2 separate regions of the Pan troglodytes genome follow, and region 2 is linked to region 1. Evidence: chromatin contacts called from public Hi-C data. All regions are on one chromosome and are shown on one strand. Each heading gives the region's core, a stretch centred on a gene start, on an enhancer-like site or on the middle of the called end of the contact. The rest is flanking DNA. Distances are from core to core; before and after follow the strand shown.

Region 1 (4,770 bases), core at 1,805-4,304:
GCAATTTGGAAATGATCACTGCTTAAACATGATGTCTGCTTTTGTGGAGTTCAAGATTATGGACCTACTAAAGGTCACTGAACACAGCCTCATTTGATGTGTTTTTACCAGAGTTTTTGTTCTTTAGAGCGTGTGCTGTCTCCTTCATTGCCACTACAAGACAGCCCAGAAATTTAAGGAATTAATGTTGGCTTAAATGGCTTATTATAGTACTAACTACCTCATTCCAGCAGCATGTCTGGTATCCCTCCATTAACCCATCAGTGCAGCTGAGGAGTAAGGCATTATAGCTCTGGTTGAAGGACCCTGTGAGGCCAGTTAGCCATGAAGAGGCCGTTCCTTCCCTTGGAGTGTAAGAGAGCCAAAAAACACAATCAGGAAGCTTTCTTCTTTGATTGTTACAAGCTCCATCTTAATTACTACATGTGTATGCATTTTCTTTCTTTCTATCTTTTTTTTTTTTTCTTTGAGACGGTCTCACTGTGTCATCCAGGCTGGACTGCAGTGGCGCGATCTCGGCTTACTGCAACCTCCGCCTCCCGGGTTCAAGGGATTCTCCTGCCTCAACTTCCCAAGTAGCTGGAATTACAGGCGTGCACCACCATGCCCGGCTAATTTTTGTATTTTTAGTAGAGATAGAGGTTTGCCATGTTGGCCAGGCTGGTCTTGAACTCCTGACCTCAAGTGATCCACCCGCCTCAGCCTCCCAAAATGCTGGGATTACAGGCGTGAGCCACCGCGCCTGGCCTTATGCATGCATTTTCATGCTTCTGTAATTTTGCTACCCTCTATACCCATAAAGCCCTTCAGTCTTTTCCTATTTGGATAAATTCTGTTCATCTTTCAAAGGTCACCACCTCCATGAAGCCTTTTCTGATTTTCCTAGTCACAGTGAATGCTTTCTTCCTCCAGCTTCTCATAGTGCTTTGAGTCTTTCTCACAGCATTTAGCCCACTCTGTCTTCTCGTCCACATGCATATCTTGCTCATTAATTCTAGTTACTGAGTGCCTATTTGTACCATATTGGGGATACAGGGTAGTTGCAGAGAACCCACAGTCCAGTGGAAACCCAGAGTTGGGTAGAGTTTACAACCTTCATTGGACTAGGAGGCAGGAATCCCGTCTGCTCCTAGCTCAGGGCCTGGCACCAAAAGGTAGTCAGAAAAGTAACTTAAATGGAAACTCAGCATCAACGACTCTGAGAAAATTGAGTTAGATTTCAAAGGAAGGTTAAAAGTTGGCAAAGGTAGAGGGTGGGCAGGGGTCAGTTTTATTTTGTTGGAATATCCCAAGGGAATTTCCAGGCATGGTTGCAGTGAGTCTGGCATGAAGACCTGGCGTGGAAGCCAGAGACATCAAAGATCCCCAGGGGACTGGGATGGTGGGAAGGGATCACTGTCCTCCTCCAGGACCAGGCTGGGAGTTTGATGCAGGATCATTCGGACATTGATCCCACTCCAGCCATACGTCTTTTTGCTTTGACTGACCATACCATAGAGGCAAGCAGGCTGTTTCAAGGGCCCAGAAATGAGTTACTGGCTAAGGGTCAAGCCGGTCAGAAGACAACTACACTGTCCAGTTGGCACATGATAAAAGCAATACTGATGCAATTATCACTCCCATTGGAGGGTGGCCTGGCATTATTTGTCACTTAAATAAAAAACGTCATTTGAATTTTTACTAGGAATTCTCATCCAAAATATGTCAATGATAGAATGAAACCGCATGACCGGCTTGCCAAAGTAAACTAAGTCCTAACTACACACGAGCATTAGAAATTGTGTGTATCTCAGAAAACTGCTCTACCCTGAGGCCTGACAGCAGGAGGGGGTCTTGCTGGGGTTCGGACGGGGAAGCGCCTTATTCATTGACGGTATTCTACAGTAGTCACCCCAATCATGTTACCACTCACCTCACTTTACACTGTCTGCTGCTTACCTGTGAATACGAGCTCAAGATAGTGAGAGATAAGCCTTGGTGTTTTCTGTGCATCTCTCTTTTCTTTAATGGAATACAATTCTGAAAATAATATTAAACAGCACCCAGTCATTCTCAGAAAGCCGTCACACAAGGAAGAAACCACTATTTTCCCAAACTTTTTGTACAGGAAATTATAATCTGTAATCTCATCTTCTGCCACCTACCTCAGAAGTTTCGATCTAGACATACATGTATTCAGTGAGTGGCAATTCAGCCTGGGGGGTGGAGTGTCAGGATTCAAGTCTTTTTGCTGCGGGGTAACCCCAGGTCCCAGTGATTTCCATAGACAAAAGAGATGCTGGTAAATTTGGGATGTAATTGGCGGATTGGACCGGTCTCCCCGCTCCCTCGACCAATGGCTGTCACGCGGTCCCTTTAAGAAACCAGGAATCCGCCCGGAGTCGGAGCCCAAAACAGATCCTCTTCTCTGCTTCTCCCCTGTCCCCGCGCGGCGAATGGTTCGCGCCGGCCTATATTTACCCGAGATCTTCTTCCCGGACGGCAAGGATGTGAGGCAGGCGAGCCGGACGCCGCTCGCAGCACCGGAGAGGGCGCGCTGCAAAGGCGGGCAGCAGACCGTGGAGAGCCCGGGAGCGGAGCTGGACACCGCCTCGGAGGGAAGAAATGAGGTAGCGGCGGTTCCCGGACCCGGCCATGCCCGTCCCCTGTCCTCGGAGCCCAGCGCTGTCTCGGCCAGGCCAGCCCGGACACTGAGCGGGCCGAGCGCGAGTCCCCGGCGTCCGGCGGAGCGAAGATGCAGTGAGTCCCCGCGGGACTGCTGCGCGGGGCCCGCCGCGGCCAGCCGGACCCAGCATCCGACCGCACTTTGGGCGAGCTGCTGACTCTTGAGACCAGCCCAGCCGAGGGGCTTTCCGTCTCCAGCACCCCTCGGAGGTGGGGAGCACCGGCCCCTGGGCACACTCGCTGTGGAGTTTCCGCGGGTTTTGGCCCCAGTCCTGAGGGTTGTGTGTGTTAGGGGACCCACCTCACGTTCGCCGAGGAGTTCCTGCATATTCTCGCACCATCCCGGGTGCTGTTGCTGGGGCTCTCTTTATTTATTTGCACGCGCGCTTCTAGCTTTTTTCCTGACATTTTCCACTCCACGCTCGTTCTCTCTCCCTTGCATTTTGTTGCTTGCCTGAGACTCTTTGCTCTCGCCCTTGCCCAGGCTGGGGTAATTCTGTGTGCGCGCGTGTCTCCCCCGCACCAACCTTTTTTGCACACTCGAAGCTGAATATTTTCTTTTTTAGAAAATTTACCCCCACCCCCTGCGGGGTTCCTAAGCACTCTCTCTGCTCCCCTCCCCCCAACTCCCTACCACTGGGCCGCTGCCAGTAGTTTTATTTTTCGATCTTGCCCGGGCCGAGCCCGGCAGGGGCCGGTGGCTCAGCGGGCCTCGCACCCGGCGCTCCGCCGCCGCCGCCGCCCAGCTGCGCCGGGGCGCCCTCCGGAGATGCTGCCGTGGAAGAAGCACAAGTTCGAGCTGCTGGCCGAGGCGCCGCCGCGGCAGGCGTCCAAGCCCAAGGGCTACGCTGTGAGCCTGCACTACTCGGCGCTGAGCTCGCTGGCGCGGGCGTGCCCCGAAGGCGCGCTTAGCCGGGTGGGCAGCATGTTCCGCTCCAAGCGCAAGAAGCTGCACATCACTAGCGAGGACCCAACTTACACCGTGCTCTACCTGGGCAATGCCACCACCATCCAGGCGCGCGGCGACGGCTGCACCGACCTTGCTGTGGGCAAGATCTGGAGCAAGAGCGAGGCGGGCCGTCAGGGCACCAAGATGAAGCTGACGGTGAGTGCGCAGGGTATCCGCATGGTGCACGCCGAGGAGCGCGCGCTGCGCCGCCCGGGCCACCTCTACCTGCTGCACCGCGTCACCTACTGCGTGGCCGACGCGCGGCTGCCCAAGGTCTTCGCCTGGGTGTACCGGCACGAGCTGAAGCACAAGGCCGTGATGCTGCGCTGCCACGCCGTGCTGGTGTCCAAGCCCGAAAAGGCGCAGGCCATGGCCCTGCTGCTCTACCAGACGTCGGCCAACGCGCTGGCGGAATTTAAACGCCTCAAGCGGCGGGACGACGCGCGTCACCAGCAGCAGGAGCTGGTGGGCGCACACACCATCCCGCTAGTGCCGCTGCGCAAGCTGCTCCTACACGGACCCTGCTGCTATAAACCGCCGGTGGAGCGCAGCCGCAGCGCGCCCAAGCTCGGCTCCATCACCGAGGACCTGCTCGGCGAACAGCAGGAGCAGGAGCTGCAGGAGGAAGAGGAAGAGGAGCAACCCGAGGGCTGCCCGGAGGAGGAGGAGAACCGTGCGGCAGAGGGAGATCCAGCAGAGGAGGAGGCCGCCGAGGCGCAGCGTGCGCTAGTGGTCGCCATGCACTTTGAGTGCGGGGACTTGTTGGATACTCTGGAGAATGGCCGTGGGGAGGCGCTAGGAGGCGGCGGGGGCTCCCTGGGCCCGGGGGCCGGGCCTCCGCCTCTGCTGCTGGGCAGCGCCTCCGACATGAAGGCTGAGCTGTCGCAACTTATTAGCGACCTGGGCGAGCTCAGCTTCGGCAACGACGTGCGCACCCTGCAGGCCGACTTGCGGGTGACGCGCCTGCTGTCGGGCGACAGCACGGGCAGCGAGAGCTCCATCGAGGGCGGGGGCCCTGACGCCACCTCCGCCACCGCCGGGGACTCGTCCGGCCAGGCCGACGGCGCCAGTGCAGACGAGCCCCACTCGGGCTGAGCTCCTCCGCGCGTCGCCGGCGCTCCACCGTGGCTACCCATCCGTGGTCCCGACAACCTCCC
Region 2 (5,256 bases), core at 1,588-4,087, 250 kb after region 1:
TGACTCCTTCCTTTTGAAGATTCCCACTATTAGAAGATCTCTGATGGGCTGAGATGATTGAGTCTGGGACGATCTGGCAGAAAAGAAGTCCAAGTAGACCCTCCTCCAAAGCTCCCCATGGACCACTAGCAGCATTTGGATGTGGAGTCAGAGAACAAAAGAAACTTAGCCCTCCCTAAGTGTAGATTCCCCAACCCAATCAGTTAATGAGAAAGACTGAGGGGGAGCCTTGGTTCTTCCCTTCTTCAGCCCACAACAAGTCCCTTCAGACTGAGAGAGCACAAGAATTCTCAGATAAACAAGGTGGACTATCTCAAGAGGGACAAACTTCCTGTGAGTTTGGCTGTGGGGGTGGTTAAAGTGATTAGTCTGAACATTACAAACAGATGTAGTCATATGTGTCTTCCAAGCTAGTAAAGCAAGTTTTGTGTTGCAAGGGTCAAAGGCATTTTCAAAGTCAAAGAAATGTTATCAATCTATTCCTCATCTGCAAATCATACACCCCACACTGAAGGAGATATGTTCAAATTCTCACTGCCCACTTGTCCCCGCCTACTCAGTCTCTCCACACTCCTTCCTCCCAAGTGGAAAGGCAGCAGCAAGTGCTGATGGGGAGTCAGGGAATGAGGCAGGGGGATGAGTCTCAAAGGACCTTTGTTACTGTAGGTAGTCAGACATGAGCAGGGCAGGAAAGGGCCCCCCACCCCCGACCAGGAATGTCAGGCGACCATCGGGTGATGGTCTGGCGATTGTTAACTGTCTCTTTAAAATATTAATAATAATTGGTTGCAGCCAGCACTAGGGAAAGGCAGTCTTCCAATCGATAGAAACATCTGAAACTGGCGATCAGCAGCTTCCCAGTGAGATCACAGGGGCTTGGCAACTGAGCTCAAGCATGCGCACTAAGAGGAACAATGGCAGAGTTTAACTGGTATATGACCTTCCTCTAGGAATGCTGGACTGGTAAGGGAAAAACGCCTCAAGTGAGCATGCGCACGACCTCAGTAAACACTGCGCATGCGGCCTTCCCAAGTGCTGGCAAGCCACTATGTTTGTGGGCAGCCCACCCCAAGGGAAGCATCAGGGGAGATGGGTTGCGACCACCCGGAAGTGTGCCAACATATAAAACCCCGAGTCAAAGGTCAAACTGTGCACTTGATCTCTCAAGTCACCCTCCTGGAGCTCTTCCAAGTGTACTGTACTTCCTTTCATTCCTGCTCCAAAGCTGTTGAATGCACTTTCACTTCTGCTCTAAAACTTGCCTTGGTCTCTCATTCTGTCTTATGTCCCTTAGTCAAATTTTTTCTTCCAGGGAGGCAAGAATTGAGGTTGCTGCAGGCCAGTACAGAGTCATTGCTGTGAAGATACTTTGGTGCCGTGTGACTCAGATCCATCCACTAGCGGTCACACCGTGAACTTTTCAGATCCATCCCCTAGCGGTCACACCGTGAACTTTTCAGATCCATCCCCTAGCGGTCACACCGTGAACTTTGCTTTAGTCACGTGGCTTCTCCCGTCCCCTGCCATTATTCCCACTCAACGAAGTAATAGTCGGGCTCAAACACCACACGGAAGGCTTTGGCTGTAAAAAAGTTTTTGTTCTGGCTTCACATAAGGCTGAACTCTTTTTTTCTAAAGTGATCCAAGAGTAAGGATTATGTTTCTCTGAACGTACTGGATTTTGTATGAGGTCTCTGAGCCAGGACACATATTTTAAGTGAAATCACACAATCTCAAAGTATGTTTGTATAGCCCAATTTCATTTGGAAAAGCCAATACTGCTACACAAGGATTTTTTTTTTTAATTCCAAAGCAGTGAAGTAGTTGGAGCTCAATAGCCCAGAGATGTGAATTATGCTCTCAACTTCATTATTTTAATGTTTAATTTGAGCATTTTTTTTTTCTTTTGAGACAGAGTCTCACTCTTTCACCCAGGTCTTCGCCTCCCAGGCCCAAACAATCCTCCCATCTCAGCCTGAGGAGTAGCCGGGACTATGACCGTGTGCCACCACACCCAGATAATTTTTTAATTTTTTTGTAGAGACAGGGCCTCACTGTGTTGCCCAAGCTGGTCTTGAACTCCTGGGCTCAAGAGATCCTCTCATCTCGGCCTTTCAAAGTGCTGGAAATACATGTGTGAGCCAGTGCACCCAGCCTCAAGCATCTTCATTATGATATGTATAAATATGTATCTATTTCAGCAAAGAAGAGAACTCATCCAACAGCCCATACCAGACAAAGCAAAAATTGTATAATTTTACTTTTGGCAACATCTCTATTGCATTGACTGGAGAGGGTTTGGCACTTCCCATGGAAAGGATGGCAATTTAAAGTAAAATATTATTGAAAACTTTATCCACTTGTGTTGGAGCCAAGTAGCAAAAGAGGCACTAGAGTTTCTCCTGTCCTGCTGCTAACATCATGGTCTCAAGTCCAGGCACAGTATCTAGAAATACGTTTTGACATCCTGCCTGACGTCTTCCTGTAGCATGGCTGGCACCATAATTGCAGAAGAACATCCAGAGGCAGGTCCCTTTACTAACAGCCGTGCCTGCATTTCAACAGCCACTGGACTGCACCTGTGGAGAGAATCACTGCAGCCAAAATCTCTTTGTGGTAGACAAAAGCACCAAGAGCTTGTTGTGTTGAAATCAGGAAGGCACACTAGGGTGAGTAAGAATAATTTGCAGACAGACCAACCACTAACTCTATAGCCTCTTTCTAGAGGAGGTGAAAAATGCTTCCATTAAAATCCTGTATTTCACATTCTCTAAATATTTGAGCTTCCTGACAGGCATTCTTCTCGGAGTTGGGGAGGAAGCTTGACTCAGCTCAGCTTTGTAGGCCCATGAAGTCCTGAGGCACACACCAATGACAGGATACACTTGTGCAGCGTCCCAGGGTCAGGAGAGCTGGAGCAGGTCCAGCTCCTCCACAGCTTGGGGCATGGTGGGCAGGCAGCAGAGAGGAAAACAGTGGGAAAAGCGGGCAAGGACTAATTGAAAGCCAAGGTCGTTACTCTGATTCAATCATTCCTTCCTGGAAAGAGAGCGGTTTTGTGCTTAACCTCGTGGCCTAAGGTTTCCAGGATATTGCTGGCTCCTGGATCTCTCTGGGGCCAGCTTATTTACCAGGCTTCTAGGCCCAGGGACAGAAGGATGTCAGAGGAAATTACTCAAATGGGACACAAAGAGAAACCAAAGGCAAAGAAAAAGCTTTTAAAAATGCTGCTCACAGATCCTTCCAGTAGAAATTGCAATCAGTTAAACAGATGCCACATTTTTACTGCCCACTACAGCTTTAAAGTGTAGTTCATGGAGTTTCAGACTATTTAAATTTTTTTCCAAAAAGAGTGTCATTTGGAGAATGTCCAAAGGGAGAAAAGCAAATTGATAACTTCTAAAAAACTCAGTTTAACCTTTTACAAGCCCATCTCTGAATATGCCCAAATGTATGCAAGATCTTCCTTAAAGTTTTCCAGAGTGAGAGGACAAAGTGCCTGTCTACCAGGACAGCCTTCCCAGTTTCCTCCTACACAGTGTTGGCTGGAGCACGTCAAAGCAGACCGTGTTTTAACTTAGCGCTTTGCCATTCCTTGGCATGTGGTCAGTGACCTGAGAAGCAGAGTCCACACAGATGCAAGTGAGGATGCCAGGAATGGGGAGCGTGACCTGGAGGACCTCTGTGATGAACTCAATAAAACCAAGGTGAGCAGGGTCTCAGAGCAAGACAGTGGTGTCTATTGGACGTCTTTCTAAAGAAAAGACCCGATGAATCTCTGAAGATCTCCCTTGGGGACAATGAGGCAGATTTGTACCTTAACCCCAGAGGGCCAAAGTAGGAACAAAAGGGAAACAGGATTTAGTTCCATACAAGGAAGAACATTTTAGCTGGATGCCCCAGGAAGCAGTGAACCCCCTGACCTTGGCCTACCTCTAGTGTACCCCAGGTGACTGTTGCCGGGAAATCTGTGGAAGGGACTCTTGTGTTGTGTAGACAGCAGAACCAGCCTAGAGTGTCTGCAGTAAGTATTGACTCAGAGAAAGGCAGGGCAGTAAAGGGATATTTCCCCAAGGAAGGAGGCCTTCTGGTATCAGCATTTCAAGTTCCCAGCAAAGGCACATTCTGAAAAGGTCATTACACATAAGCACTGGAACTTCTGAGGGTAGGGCCTTAATGGATTCATTTTTGTGCTCCTCTGTAGTAAATGAATGGATGAGGAAGTGAGTGAATGGAAACTGATCTGCTCTCAAGGAGGGTGATAGGACACTATGTACCCCCAGCCTGGGGGACAAGCAGAGGAACAGCACAGGAAGGCTAGGAAAGTATGTTGGGGCAAGATTATGAAGACCCTTAAGAGGTAGATGGAAGAATTTGCATTTAATATGGCAAAATAAGCCTCAGCCTATGCCCCTGCCTAAGTGTAGGAAACGGTCAGCTCACACTCCCAAATCTCCCTAGCTCACAGCTCCAATATCCTCTTGCTCACACCTCAAGTCTCCCCCACCTCACACTCTAAATCACCCAAGGGCACACTCCAAATATCCCCTCGCTGAGGATGGTTGTAAAGTATTCCATGGGGTCTTTTCAAGACTTAATCCTTTCTGGAACCAAGTGATCAACATCCTTGTCTACCCAATCTCTCCAAGACTGTGGCAGAGATGGCTAACATTATCAAAGACTGATGTTTCTTTGCCAACCGGTCTTTCAGTGAGTCAGGGTAGTCTAACTCCTGTGATAAAAACTTCAAAATTTCAGTGGCCTAACACAATAGACATTTATTTCCCATCATGGCAGAGTCCAAGGCAGACATTTCTGGGCAGCCTTCTGTGATTGGCTTTGTCTGTCTTGAATTCTTCCCTCTGCTAGGACCTCAGAGTCCTCTCATTCAGCTGGTGAATCACAAAAGAGGCCACAGAAAAGGCACACTTCTTAATCATCACAACATATTAGTGAAAGACACCAGTTCTATTATTATCTTATTTGTGAAAACTAGTCTTTCACCTAGCTGCAAGGGAGGCTGGGAAAAACAGTCCCTAACAGAGAAACTAAAGCTGCTTTGTAGCCACAGCTCTACATTCCAGAAGATTCTTTAAAGTTCTACCTGAACCTTAAAGAATCACTAAATATGAAGTGTGGGCTGGCAGGGGGTTGCAGACTCTGAGACTGCAGACACAAGAGGGGCTCTCACATACAGACTTCTCCAGAAACCTCCACCCCGTGCTCTCAAGAAAGATTGGACAGGAGAGAGAACAG

What was found. A called contact is a pair of places that touch in the nucleus more often than the background predicts.
Region 2: a Hi-C map of stem cell-derived neural progenitor cells shows a contact between it and region 1, with 2.4 times the contacts expected there. The contact joins the enhancer-like site here to the promoter of LOC134809509 in region 1. A contact is called at or near these places in 1 of 7 Hi-C or Micro-C datasets (stem cell-derived neural progenitor cells) and 1 of 1 datasets of contacts at active chromatin or transcription factors (stem cell-derived excitatory neurons).

Annotation. Positions count from the first base shown.
Region 1 is chr2:197,866,108-197,870,877 of NHGRI_mPanTro3-v2.0_pri, forward strand. It overlaps LOC134809509, which reads right to left and starts at 3,055. Exons shown (of 3, transcript XM_063806429.1): 1 at 2,461-3,055; 2 at 1,939-2,019. The coding sequence starts at 2,992. FAM43A (family with sequence similarity 43 member A) reads left to right here and starts at 3,117. Exons shown (of 1, transcript XM_516959.8): 1 at 3,117-4,770. The coding sequence starts at 3,434. The coding sequence ends at 4,708.
Region 2 is chr2:198,114,909-198,120,164 of NHGRI_mPanTro3-v2.0_pri, forward strand. No RefSeq gene overlaps it. Among named protein-coding and RNA genes, the nearest start is that of FAM43A, 250 kb to the left of the region's middle. Within about 2 kb of position 2,838, at least 3 of the 24 cell types and tissues checked have an H3K27ac peak or open chromatin away from gene starts, as enhancers often do. A contact at or near this core is called in stem cell-derived neural progenitor cells, where this site is marked.